Linked DNA regions of Zea mays: regions 2 and 3 are each linked to region 1. Evidence: chromatin contacts called from public Hi-C data. All regions are on one chromosome and are shown on one strand. The core of a region is the stretch at or near the end of the contact, and the rest is flanking DNA. Distances in the headings are between cores, read along the strand shown. Region 1 holds the start of LOC100192968 (Pirin-like protein 2). Region 2 holds the start of LOC100281215 (phospholipase A2, group IVB). Region 3 holds the start of LOC100383391.

Evidence for each region. A called contact is a pair of places that touch in the nucleus more often than the background predicts.
Region 2: a contact with region 1 is called in a Hi-C map of bundle sheath, with 3 times the contacts expected there. The contact joins the promoter of LOC100281215 here to the promoter of LOC100192968 in region 1. A contact is called at or near these places in 4 of 25 Hi-C or Micro-C datasets (bundle sheath, ear, leaf and 1 more).
Region 3: a Hi-C map of bundle sheath shows a contact between it and region 1, with 2.2 times the contacts expected there. The contact joins the promoter of LOC100383391 here to the promoter of LOC100192968 in region 1. A contact is called at or near these places in 3 of 25 Hi-C or Micro-C datasets (bundle sheath, endosperm and leaf mesophyll).

What each region holds. Positions count from the first base shown.
Region 1 is chr7:137,745,340-137,749,439 of Zm-B73-REFERENCE-NAM-5.0, forward strand. It overlaps LOC100192968 (Pirin-like protein 2), which reads left to right and starts at 1,923. Exons shown (of 5, transcript NM_001138144.1): 1 at 1,923-2,239; 2 at 2,417-2,466; 3 at 2,568-2,635; 4 at 3,431-3,597; 5 at 3,702-4,100. The coding sequence starts at 2,151.
Region 2 is chr7:137,513,006-137,517,105 of Zm-B73-REFERENCE-NAM-5.0, forward strand. It overlaps LOC100281215 (phospholipase A2, group IVB), which reads right to left and starts at 1,828. Exons shown (of 1, transcript NM_001154134.2): 1 at 1-1,828. The coding sequence starts at 1,731. The coding sequence ends at 643.
Region 3 is chr7:137,873,930-137,878,029 of Zm-B73-REFERENCE-NAM-5.0, forward strand. LOC100383391 reads left to right here and starts at 2,397. Exons shown (of 6, transcript NM_001176046.1): 1 at 2,397-3,010; 2 at 3,137-3,629; 3 at 3,799-3,842; 4 at 3,924-4,019. The coding sequence starts at 2,570.

The sequences.
Region 1 (4,100 bases), core at 673-3,172:
GACTGGACACGCGAAAATGCGAATGCGAGCGAGACACGGACGTCTCACCCCATGTTGTGTCCAAAACTTGTAATACATGTGTCTCGTCTCGTGCCCAGCGTGACAACGTCGTCGTGACTCACACAGACGTCAGGCAGAAGGTTTTAGCTGACATGAGAACACGTAGTCGTACTGATCCGGAACCGGAAACCCGTCTCATCTTCGCCTCGACGAAAGAAAGCTTCACGCCGTTTGCCAACTACTACTCCATCCTGTCACAAGAATGCACTCCTGAATTTAAGGCAAAGAGATCAGTATTATATTAAGAAATTGCATATATATGCATCTATAAAAGATAAAACCAGTAGACTCCTTGAAAGTAGTTGAAAATAAAAAAAAAGAGACAATAATTAGAAATAGGTTATCTTATGTCTAGAGACACACTCATTTTAAGACATTTGTTGTAGGCTCTAGATGCATATTTGTTAGCTCTGTTTGTTACGGGAGATGGAGTATTGTATTTGTTAACCTGTTCGTCACGGCCGTCCGATCCTGACGTCATAGATAGCATCCCTTGCAGGCAGGCATGTCAGTGTCACCGTCTTTAATTCCTCTCGGCTAGATATTATAATACGGCGTCTCAAACGCCAGATCAACCAACAAAAAAAAACTCGGTCAGTCAAATTAAGCGACTTGCTGCATAAAGAAATGGGATTCTGTGCACTGATCTTGTGGTGGTATTTTACGCGTTTCGGAGACAAGAACGGAAGAAGAAACCCCCCGAAATATCTTAAGTTCGCCTTTCTGTAGTCTGTAGACTTTACTTTTTTATGGCCGTCTGCGCAGAATAATGCTACCTGGTTGGTCTCTAACTTCGAATCCTCGATAAAGTGTGGCTGCCATAAAAAAGTCTGACGACGAGTAAAACTGAAGCTATAGTTATAGCAAAGTTTGACGATAACATATGGTATATTTCTGAAAAGAAAAACGTGACGTCGTCGGGCGCGCAGATCGACAACGCCGGGGCGGGGCGGGGCCGTCGTCGGGTGGCCGGAGCCGGAAAGAAGGGATCCAAACAAGCAAGCGGCCTAGTATTTCGCTTCTGCTCCCCACTTTAAGTTCACAGGCTTTATTACTAAAAAAAGATAAACGATCCGAATGAGATACTTCACCTGCGGCTAACCCCGCACTTTTATTAACGACAGCGATGCCCTGGATTAGCAGCAGCTGTTCCATGCGGAAAAGGATGGCATGGCACCGGCGCTAGATAGACTTTGGACGCTGCCGGCGATGATCCAGTGTGTGATCTCACCTGTACGTCACGCTAGCATCACCAGTCCGACCGAGTCCGGCCGGATCTGTCAGGCCGTGTGAAACCTCTCGCTGCCGGTCAGAACCGGAGATTCTTCAGAGCGATGAGAGATGAGGCGGCCGCTCGGTCTGGTCATGGAACTTGGGAAGCGTTGCTTGGAAGAACAAAAATCCCAGGCAATGATCGCGCCATGGTTGCGCTTGCGCCGGCCCCGGTCCCACTGTGCACGATCAATCTGGTCCAGACATTTTTTTACTAGTACGTTAGTAGTACCTTGTAGCAGTAAGAGCACGGGTTAGTACGCGAGACCATCAACAACGTGGCGCTTTAACGGCGAGGGATTAGGCTTGATTGACCGACGATAAGGCGATGACCGAGCCGCCCGCTTGGCGCTTGCTGATGCGACGCTGTCACAAGCCGCGCGTATGCAACCGGACACCGGAAGCGTCGCGACGCGGGGGGGCATTGCGTGCGCCTGGCGTCAGCGTGACCCGCCAAGTGAGGCGTCCCATCCCCATTCCCCAAGCGGACGGAAGACTTGGCGAGGAGAGGGGGAGATGCGCCCACGGCCACGGCGTCATGCTTTATATTCTCGCTATCGCCGCGCAAAGGAGGACGGACAGGAGGGCGAGAGCAGCTGTCGCTTTTGACCTATCGGGGGGCGCCGGGCGGGCGTAACGGAACCAAGGCGGCCAGGTAGCTGCTGTGCTGCTACGAGTAGTAAGCACTATATATATAACGGGCAACGGCAAAGCCATCGTCGTCGTCGTGGAACTCGTACTTGCGTGCGTGCGCACAAGAACGCGGGTCAGAGCTGCTGGCGGTTGGAGGAGCAGAGGAGATCGCTGTGCGGGCGGCGATGGAGAAGCCCCGGCAGGTGGCGCGGAAATTCCTGGCCCGGCCGCAGCACGAGGGCGCCGGCGCCGTCGTCCGCCGCAGCATCGGCAGGTACGTGGGCTTTCCATTCGTCTTCAGATGACATACAAGTCTTTAGGTACTAGGCAAGGCTGTATCACGCCAATGCCATGGAGAGGCAGCTGAAGGAGATGGCAAATTTTTTTCTTCATTTTTTTGTGCTTGGTTTCATTCGCTGATCGGGGAATGGAATTCGGTCCGCGCATGCAGGTTCGAGCTGAGGTACTTCGACCCGTTCCTTGTCCTCGACGAGTTCACAGGTGAGCTCTCCCAATCCATCCGGTCTTTCTCTCTCTTTCTGAACCATCCACCCCGCATCTCGGTTGAAGTAACCGGTTTCCTTTGCCCGAATTCCGCGCAGTTTCTGCTCCGGCCGGCTTCCCCGACCACCCGCACCGAGGCTTCGAGACCGTCACCTACATGCTTGAGGTATGATCACCGTTTTCATTGGGGTCCTTTCTTCTTCTTCTTTTTTTCCCGTCAGAACAAGCCTAAACGAGTGGCCATGGACGTCGCCTTGCATCCCCTGCGTGCGGCGCATTCAGCGCAAAAAGGCATTGCTTGCTTGGTTCACATTCATCCCCAATGACATCTCAGCGGGACCCGGTGCGTTCGGAAACGAGAAACGCGTGGGTGGTGCCATTTGTCAACGGCGCCAAATGATGTCTCCGCGGTTGGGTTCTGAATTCCCCTGTCCTCCATCAAGGATCCGTCCCGACGGGGCCCAGTCCCATTAACTTTCTAAGGTCAAAGTAAGATGAGTTGGGAGCTATACCGTCCACACGATTTTTGGAACACGTCGCCCCCAAAAATCACTCATGTTCACCTCACCTCCAATTGACTCTCATCCAAACACTACATAAAATATGGTCGTCTAATTTCATCCCTGCTTATACATCCAACCAAACACACTCTTTCATCCCTCTTTATACATCCAACTAAATGCACCCTTATTCAAAAAATAATTTAACCTCTACAGTCATATGTGGTTTTGTGGCTCCCAGAGTACCCCTTACCGAAATATTATATAGTATCATCGTCCCTATAAACAATTCGTGTGGGTTTGGCCTTTGAAAACAATTTGTAAAGGTGCTAGTACTCAGTTGGTACCAGTGGTTGTGCCGAGAAACCAACGAGCTCGTGTAAAAAAAAAGAATCAGGGTCACAGTCCGGTTCTCACCTCCTGGCTCCTGCCCCTTGGCTGGGCATGGAACGCTGTTTCAGGGCGCCGTGACGCACGAGGACTTCGAGGGCCACCGTGGCACCATCAAGGCCGGCGACGTGCAGTGGATGACGGCCGGCCGCGGCATCGTGCACTCCGAGATGCCCGCCGGCCCCGGCACGTCCAGGGGCCTGCAGCTCTGGGTCAACCTCTCCTCCGCCAACAAAATGTACGCGCGAGCCTTTTTCCTCCTCTCGATTTCCGCATCGTGGTCTTCTCAGCCCAAGTGCAAAAGGCTGACATCGGAAAACGACGTGCTGTGCGCGCCCGCAGGGTCGAGCCCGGGTACCAGGAGATCCAGAGCAAGGACATCGCGTGCACGTCCGACGGCGACGGCGGCGTCACGGTGCGCGTGATCGCCGGCCACGCCATGGGCGTGCGCTCGCCGGTGCGCACGCGCACGCCGACCATGTACCTGGACTTCACGGTGCGCCCGCGCGGCGCGGTGCGGCAGCCCGTGCGCGCGTCCTGGAACGCCTTCGCCTACGTGCTGGAGGGCGAGGGCGTGTTCGGCGCCGAGCGGTGCGCGCCCGTCGGCGCCCACCACCTGCTGCTGCTCGGCCACGGCGACGGCCTCGAGGTCTGGAACAAGTTGCCCGACCGCCCGCTCCGCTTCCTGCTCGTCGCCGGCGAGCCCATCGGGGAGCCCGTCGCGCAGCTCGGCCCCTTCGT
Region 2 (4,100 bases), core at 578-3,077, 230 kb before region 1:
CACAAGTCACAACTCACAACAACAACGAAGTCTGACCATCAACACATGGACAGAAGTGAAACTCTGCCCCCTCTCCCACTTCTTCCACGCCGGAGACTCCCTTGACTAGATAGCCTCATCTTGGTTTTCAAGTTCCAACCTTATGGATTAATCGCTGTCCGACCTCAATTTTATCCAACCTTTAAAGGTAGCGTCTCACCCATGATGATAAAGTTCTTTATCCACGCCACGCAGTTCTTTATCTGGCATTCAGATTTCTACGAGGACAATCCATCCTTCCAGTGAATGATGCTGATTTGCACAAGCTATAAATCAGGCCTCCAGCATATCAAGAATCATCGCTAGAAACAAAGACGATCAGGAACCCATGGACTGAATTCAAAACAAAATTCATGTTCTCTGTGAATGCCACCAAACTTTGACAATGCATTGCAACCACATTGGGTCTGATAGGCCAATTGGCACCTGCAAACGTTGTGCAAACATACATGGCCGATTAATTGGTTTCCATGTGTCTAGCAACACCTCGTTATGCTCGAAGAGCTGTTACTCTGTTAGACAGTGGCCGCGAGAAACCCAGCCCGGCACAGCATCGTGATGCTCAGCGGAAACCAGGGGTAATCAAAGTCACTGTCCGCCACCTCAATCTTTCTTCTCCTCTAGATCACCTTCCGAAGCATCAGGTTTGCCCGATGAACAACCATTGATCTCCAGCGACCTCAAGAAGTTGAAGTAAGCATACTTGATGTCAAACTGCATGTCGTACCAGTAGTTCACGGCAATGGTGAGCCCGTTCGGCCCTGGACTCTGGCTGACATGGTGAAACCACATGCTTGGCAGGTAGAGCATCTCGCCGGCCCGGACCGTGCACCGTATCGGCGCCGGCCCGTCAAAGTAGAGCGGAAACGACGACGCCTGCACGGCCAACTCCTCGGGCGACGCCGGGCACGGGTCGACGCTGCTCCAGGGAACGATCCTCTCGGGCACTTCCATCTCCAGCTTAAGCCTCAACTGGCGCCCCCCCTCGGAGCTCTGCTCCGTGGCAACGTAGCGGGCGGCGGGGTAGTCGCGGACGTAGAGACGGTGGTGCTCGGTGGGGGGCAGCAGGAGGAAGTGCTTCTCGCCGGACAGAACGACGTAAATGTTGTCGTAGTGGTCCTTGTGGAAGGAGGTGACGGAGTGGGCGTTGCCTATCCAGAGGTTGACGGCCTCGGGGAGGCAGCCGAGCGCCTCGGTGGCCCACGGCACGTGCGCGTCCACGTCACCGGCGACCGCCGCGTACTCCCCGCGGAGGCAGTCGTCCTGCTGCTGCGCGTACGCTACCAGGCCGGCGGCCGGGTCGGATCCCCTGATAAGCCGGACCGCGGTAGGGAAGTCGACACGGCGGACGTGCGCGGACGCAAAGCACCTCGAGGACCCGGGTCGCCGTGGGTGCGGGTGCGAGGCAAGCGCATCGGCGCGCCCGTCGGGGGTGAGGTGGAGGGAGACGGCGGTGGAGCGGAGTGCGTCGGTGAGGTAGGAGGCGGTGGGCCAGAGCGACGCGGCGGGCCAGTGGCGAGTGGCCGCGGCGGAGACGAGGAGCGGGCGGCCCGGGGAGACGTGGTCGCGGAGGAACGCGAGCGGCGTCGGGGGCAGGCTGACGCGCGGCACGGCGGTGGCGTCCTGAGAAGAGGAAGGGAGGCCCAACAGGTCCCGGGACTCCGCCCACAGCTCGCGCAGCGCGGGCTCCATTGGCTTTGGTGGCGGGCGCCGCGGCGGCTTCCGCTCTGACTGCTCGTTGGTTTTGCCAATTCAGGCAACGGCGGCGGCGGCACCGCGGCACGATGCGCGGCAAAGCGGTTCTGGGGGAAGGCGCGTTGTTGGGGTTAAGCTTAAGGAGCTTGGGCTTGGGCCTGGGCAGGTGGATGTTCCCGATTTTGGGATTTGTTGGGCTTGAAGTAGCCTATGACATGGGCCTTTTTTGTGTTTGTGTCCACAGTAGATTGCTGATTGGGCCATTTGCTTATTTATGCCTACAATAGAAGAAGGCCTGAAAGAGGGCTTCTCCAGTTGAATACACTGTTAATTTTGAAAGAAATATTTCTACCGGGACAGCATATATACACTGGAAGTAAGCTCTAAATATGTCTATCACAAGTCTTAGAACTCATCATGCGGTGAAGATCAGAGAGGCAAGTAAGCATGAAATCACTGAGACTAACTACTACATGTCAACTTGAACAGCAGCTCCCAAACAGGACTAGATCTCTCTGTCTTGCCAAACATGTCAACGGCTCCATGCAAGACCCTGTTACTGACGATGAGTACTGAACTCTTCTTTTTTTGGCGGGTAAGAGTACTAAAACCTTACTATTCCAACTACTACGGGTTGACGAAGCAAAAGCATTCCCTCACATTGCATATGCTTAATTAGCTTTGACACCGTCTCCCTAGCTAGTTGACCTGCTGCTACGAATAACCCGAAACGGCTAAGCGTATAGATTATTAATAGCTGCATCATTGGTGCGAGAACTCTTGTTTGGTCTCGACATTTCGACATGGCGAGGAGGGCGTATGCGTAAATCCGCCCATGTGGGTAATTGCGTAGTACACCACACGGCACACGCCGTCTTATCAGGCACTGGAAACTATATACAGTGTTTTTTTTTGGTTTCGTCCATTTGTTTGCAAAAGGCTATGGGAATCTCTGCTTGTGATTGGTTATGGCCTCACTCACGGCCATAGCATACCTGCTTGCAGTGACCGCGTCCGGTCATCGCACGCAAGTGGTTACTACGCCTGGCCGACGTGTCGGTGCAGCGTTTGTTCACGATCCGTCTGATCGGTTAGCGCATCGTCTTATCCTACATCACTGCATACATTAATTTTATCAAAGATTTTATTTGGTTGTTTGTGTATTTAGAGTGTGAGTTATACGAATGAGTGTAAAACAATTCATTTTAAGATCCTTTAACTACATCTGCTCATACGTCAAAAACCTTCGTTTCTAGGCTCGTTGGGGGTGGGGTGGGGGGTGGGGAGTATTGAACTATTGTTTTTGTGAATTTTGGTAACATTATAATCAGAAGAAAGAAATAAGGGAACTGATCGAAGGCCTAGAGCTTTCCATATGTTCCAAGGACGCTTTGCACGCCTTTTGTCTTCTAGGTCGCATTTCTCCCACTTTAATCAAAGTCACAACTGTTTACAACAGCAAAATCACTTTTATTATGTCCACAAGGAAATACGACCTGCTTATTTGGTACTGTATTGTGTATCTGAATATGTTTTCGTATATACCATCACTAATTTGGATAGAGGGAGTAATTCCGTTGTCTTCTGGAATTACTGGTCGGCTGTTCTGGGTAACACAAAATTTAAAAAGGAACCTTAACTTTTCTTAAAGATAGATGTAAGGATCAAGAATTCCTTAGTAATACAATGTAGTTAATTCACATTTGAAAATAACATGCTGGCTCAATTGGTTGGATGTGGAAGGTGCAGACGTGCAGTCATGCACCAGTCACCCAGGTTCAAGTTCTCTTCGTATCAAATCTGGGCGCTCATTTAAAAGTTAAAACCCACACAAATCCTCTTACATTAGTCTTTTTTTTTTGGAAGTGGGTCTAACTGAACTGGTTTGTTGAAAGGTGTGATCATCTAACCACTGAACCACTCAAGTTTGAGTCCTCTTTGGATGCTTATCGTCTTGTTCCTGTTATGTTGGTCTATTTTTTTGGTTTAACAAGAGTAAAATTTTCTTACATTTACTTACAATCACAGTTATTTTTACCTCTGTTGCGCACAGACGCTTTAATCCTTGTTTATTTGAAAGGAAATATAGTACATTAGGAGAGCATTACAAGGAACAACATGTGTACCTGATTACAGATCCAACGAGATGAGAATCTAGTGTCACATGCATGCCACTGGACAAGTTGTGTTATTAACCAGGTTAGGGAGAAGAATTAATACTAGCATTTAACGTACAAGAGGCATCATTTAATGTTTAAGATCTGCTTTTCATGAGAGCAGGGTCAGTAATAGAGTCAAGTGTTAGTATACAATAGTTAACATCTATTTATGTAAAAAAATATTATTATTATATGGTATCATGTTCT
Region 3 (4,100 bases), core at 1,147-3,646, 130 kb after region 1:
AACCCTTTCTAAAGTTAGCCTTTGTAGAAGATTCGGTAGAATCTAGATCCCAGAGGATCGAAATCTGTCCCGATGACAGCTGTTGTACTCTTTTTCCCTTGGTGAGTTTTCATGAAGTTTCTCACATGAGGGTTTTAACGAGGCAACAAAGTGCAAATGCAATTTGTATCACCATGCACTCTTTCTCCATATTTTTTCCACTTGTTTTTTGGAATTTTAACGAGGCATGTGTTGGTCGCGGTATTCGCCCAAGGGGGAGTGTTGAGAAACCCTAATGAAGGGTTATGTGGGCAAATACCGAATATAGCCCTGAGGGCTATCGCGTCTATATATATAGAACCTATACCCCTTATATGGAACATAGATCAGAAAGAGGCCAGAGGCCCAACCCTATATCCAGTGTCTCGTGTGTTTCCTCTGTTGTGCTTATGGAAAGAGAGACGAGTTCTCTACATCTTCTTACGCCTCTACTGCTGACGGGAGGGAAGGGAGCGGATCTGGTGATCCGTGGTAACGTAGTTCTCAACACAGATCACCAAATTGAGTGATGAAATCACGAATCATCCGGTCCGGAGGAAGGCGGGAATATTTGGTACCATGAAAATGGGCGCAAGAGAGTTGGGAACTTTCTTGCAGTATACTAATGCATGGCGTTGGATCCTCACAAGTGTCGAGCACCAAGGAGAAGGAGCGATGGATCATCCGAAAGAGAACCAGCGGAGGCCAGGCCTCATTCAGCATTTTGACGTCATGCAGTAGGCAAGCAACCATGTTGGCTGGCCAGATGGAAACAACCTGCAGCTCGCGGCGTGTCGCGTGTGCATGCGCCTGCTGCCACAAGTTAATTACGGATTGCCGGACAAAGTCAGGCCTGCCTGTAACGTACACCGAAGCGTCGATGACATTTCCATGTCAGTATCTGTGTGCCGTGACGCGACACGACTCTTGCTTGGTGGCGCGGCGCCTGACGGCATGCATGTGCAAGTGCAACAAGAATACCTGAGCCACGCAACTGGAAAAAACACGCTCGATCGCAAGTCGCAAGCAACCCAGGTGTAACGCAAGACTGACTGCCCCCCAGCGGCAACGACCAAGAAACATACTGATGTCCCGGGCCATGCAACGAGTTCGTCGTCGCGCCCCAGGGCATGGGTCTTGACATCGGCCAGGCCATCGTGTCAAGCCCGTTGGAACAGGCAGAGAATGCACATGCACCTGTTCGACCAGACCGGGTCCGGGCCGGGCCGCACATGCATGACGCACCGCATCAAAACGAAACCTTGCATGTTCCACCGCCCCGCCGCGCCCGTCGGTCCACGAACAGCACGACGCCGCCCCGCCACGTCGTCGCGTGCGTTGGATAGTATGGCGCGCGTCGTCCCGTCCGTGGAAAAAAGTACGTGTCCGGGTCGGGGAAATGCCGGCCGTCGGCCGACCTGTCGCGGCGGCCTGCAGGTGCAGGTGAAGGCTTGTCGCTGTGAGGCCGCGCGCGGGCAGGTCGCCCCGTGCACCAACCGCTGCCGCCTCTTCAGTCCGGCAAGGGCTGGATCAGGCGGGGGCGCCAGGCGAGGGAGGCCATGCGATGCGAGCGGATATGCGTCATTGCGTCGGCATCGACGGGCCGACCGCATGTCTTATCCGGTTTCTGGGCCAGGGACCGTGCTTATCTGGACGCCAACTTGGCACCGCGCCGCTCTCGCTAACATATTATCCGGTGCCTGGTGCCCGATGAGAAAAAACAGAGAGATCAGATCATGCATAATTGCAAATAGAGTCTGACCTCAGTTGGGTACTAACTCCGTTCTCAAATATTTGTAGTCCGCTAGTTCATTTTCGAACTAAACCGTCACAAATAAAAAAGAGCAGAGAGAATATTACTTAGAGGGTGTTTGAATGAAATATAGCTAATAATTAGCTGCTAAATTTTGATAGATACATCTAAAAATCCTAGCTAATAGATCAGCTATTAGTTATTTTTTAGTAAATTAGTTAATAGTTAGCTAGCTAATTCCACTAGCAATTTTTTAGCCAACTAAGGTCTAGTTTGAAACCTCTAAAATTAATAGTTAGCTATTAAAAATTAGTTATTGGATTCTAAACACTATCAGCTAATTGTTAGCTACTTCACACCAAAAAATTAGTTCATTAGCTGACTTAACCATATAATAATTTATTAGCTAGCTAACTATTAGCTCTATAAAATCTAAACAGGGTCTAGCTATTAGCTACGGTGCATTCAAACACTATCTTAATATCTGACATGGCACGTCGATGACGCGTCAGGGTTGGAACGTTCCACTGGGACGCTTGCACGGTTGGACCTGCATCTGAGTTTTTTTTAGAAACTTCTCGGGTATATATAGCCATTGTGCCTACGTGTACATGCACGGGATGAACGCAACTCACTGCCGTGTAGTATTACTTTTCGTTATTACCGTGGCAGCCGTGTTTGTGTGTTCTCCCAGTTTCCCGCGCCTATAGAAGCAGCCAGCAAACCTCACTCCTCAAGACCTCAACAAAGCAAGCAATCGAACGGGCACGGCTGGTTTCCGACGAGTTCTGTCGTGCCATGGATCCGCGACGCGCATGCTGGGAGAGCTCGACGGAGGACGTGACGAGGCCGCTGCTGCCCGTGCACGACGACAGGCCTGCGGGACGCTGCTCTTGCTCCGGGCTCGGGTCCCTGCTCACCACCAACAAGTACCTGGCCGTCGCGTCGGGCCCGCTGGCGTGCGCGGTGATCTGCGCGCTGGGAGACTTCGGCGGCCACCCGGCGGCGCGCAACATGCTCGGGGTGCTGGCGTGGGTGTTCCTGTGGTGGATCACGGACGCCGTGCCGCTCGGCGTCGCGTCCATGGCGCCGCTGTTCCTCTTCCCCGCGTTCGGCGTATCCTCCGCCGACGCCGTCGCCAAGGCCTACATGGACGACGTCATCTCCCTCGTCCTCGGGAGCTTCATCCTCGCGCTCGCCATCGAGCACTACGGCATCCACCGCCGCCTTGCCCTCAACGTACGTATGTTACGTGCCCGCGCACGCGCCGCCACCGAAGTTTCGAACGCGGCCAAAAACACAAAAGGCACAAGAAAACAAAACAAAAAGACTAACGTTGTGTAGCTCGTTCCGACGCGAACGCAGATCACGTCCCTGTTCTGCGGTGACCCGGTGAAGCCGCACCTGCTGCTCCTCGGCATCTGCGGCACGACCGTGTTCATCAGCATGTGGATCCACAACACGCCGTGCACCGTCATGATGATCCAGGTGGCGACGGGGATCCTGCAGCGGTTCCCGCGCGACCAGCAGCTGGAGGGCGGGGCCGACGCCCGGGAGCTCCAGCGGTTCTCCAAGGCGCTGGTGCTCGGCATCATGTACGCGTCCACCATCGGCGGGATGGCCACGCTGACGGGCACGGGCGCCAACATCATCCTGGTGGGGATGTGGTCCACCTACTTCCCGGAGCAGCGCCCCATCACCTTCAGCTCCTGGATGTGCTTCGGCCTCCCCATGACGCTCGTCCTGTTCGCGGCGCTCTGGGTCACGCTCTGCCTCAGGTACTGCACCAAGAACACGGGGAGGGTGCTCTCCGCTTACCTCGACAGGAATGACCTCAGAAGAGAGCTCAGCTTGATGGGTAGGTTTCTTTTTTTCCCTCCTTCTGGCGGCGGTCTCTGGAATATTAGAAAATGAACTTCACAATGGCATGAAAGTGCTTCCTTTGACAGTTATTCTGAAGCACAAACGTCTAGTGCTGGTCGTTTATTTCAGTTCTCTGATGGGGTCTCCATCTTGATTTGTGACAGGTCCAATGGCGTTTGCAGAGAAGATGGTTTTGGCCGTTTTCGGGGTAGGTCGCGCTCGTGGTTTCTGTGGCAGTTCAGGTTTTGGATAGCATGAGTCTCAAACGATCACTGGCCAATTCTTGCAGGCTCTCATCGTCCTATGGATGACCAGGAGCCTGACGGACGACATCCCTGGGTGGGCGGTCCTCTTCGACGGCAGAGTCGGGGACGGAACCGTCACTGTAAGTACACAAAAACCCGCACCCTCGGTCCTCGGACCATTTCTCAGCGACGATTCGCCGCGTGGGCCTCACGGGACAGCA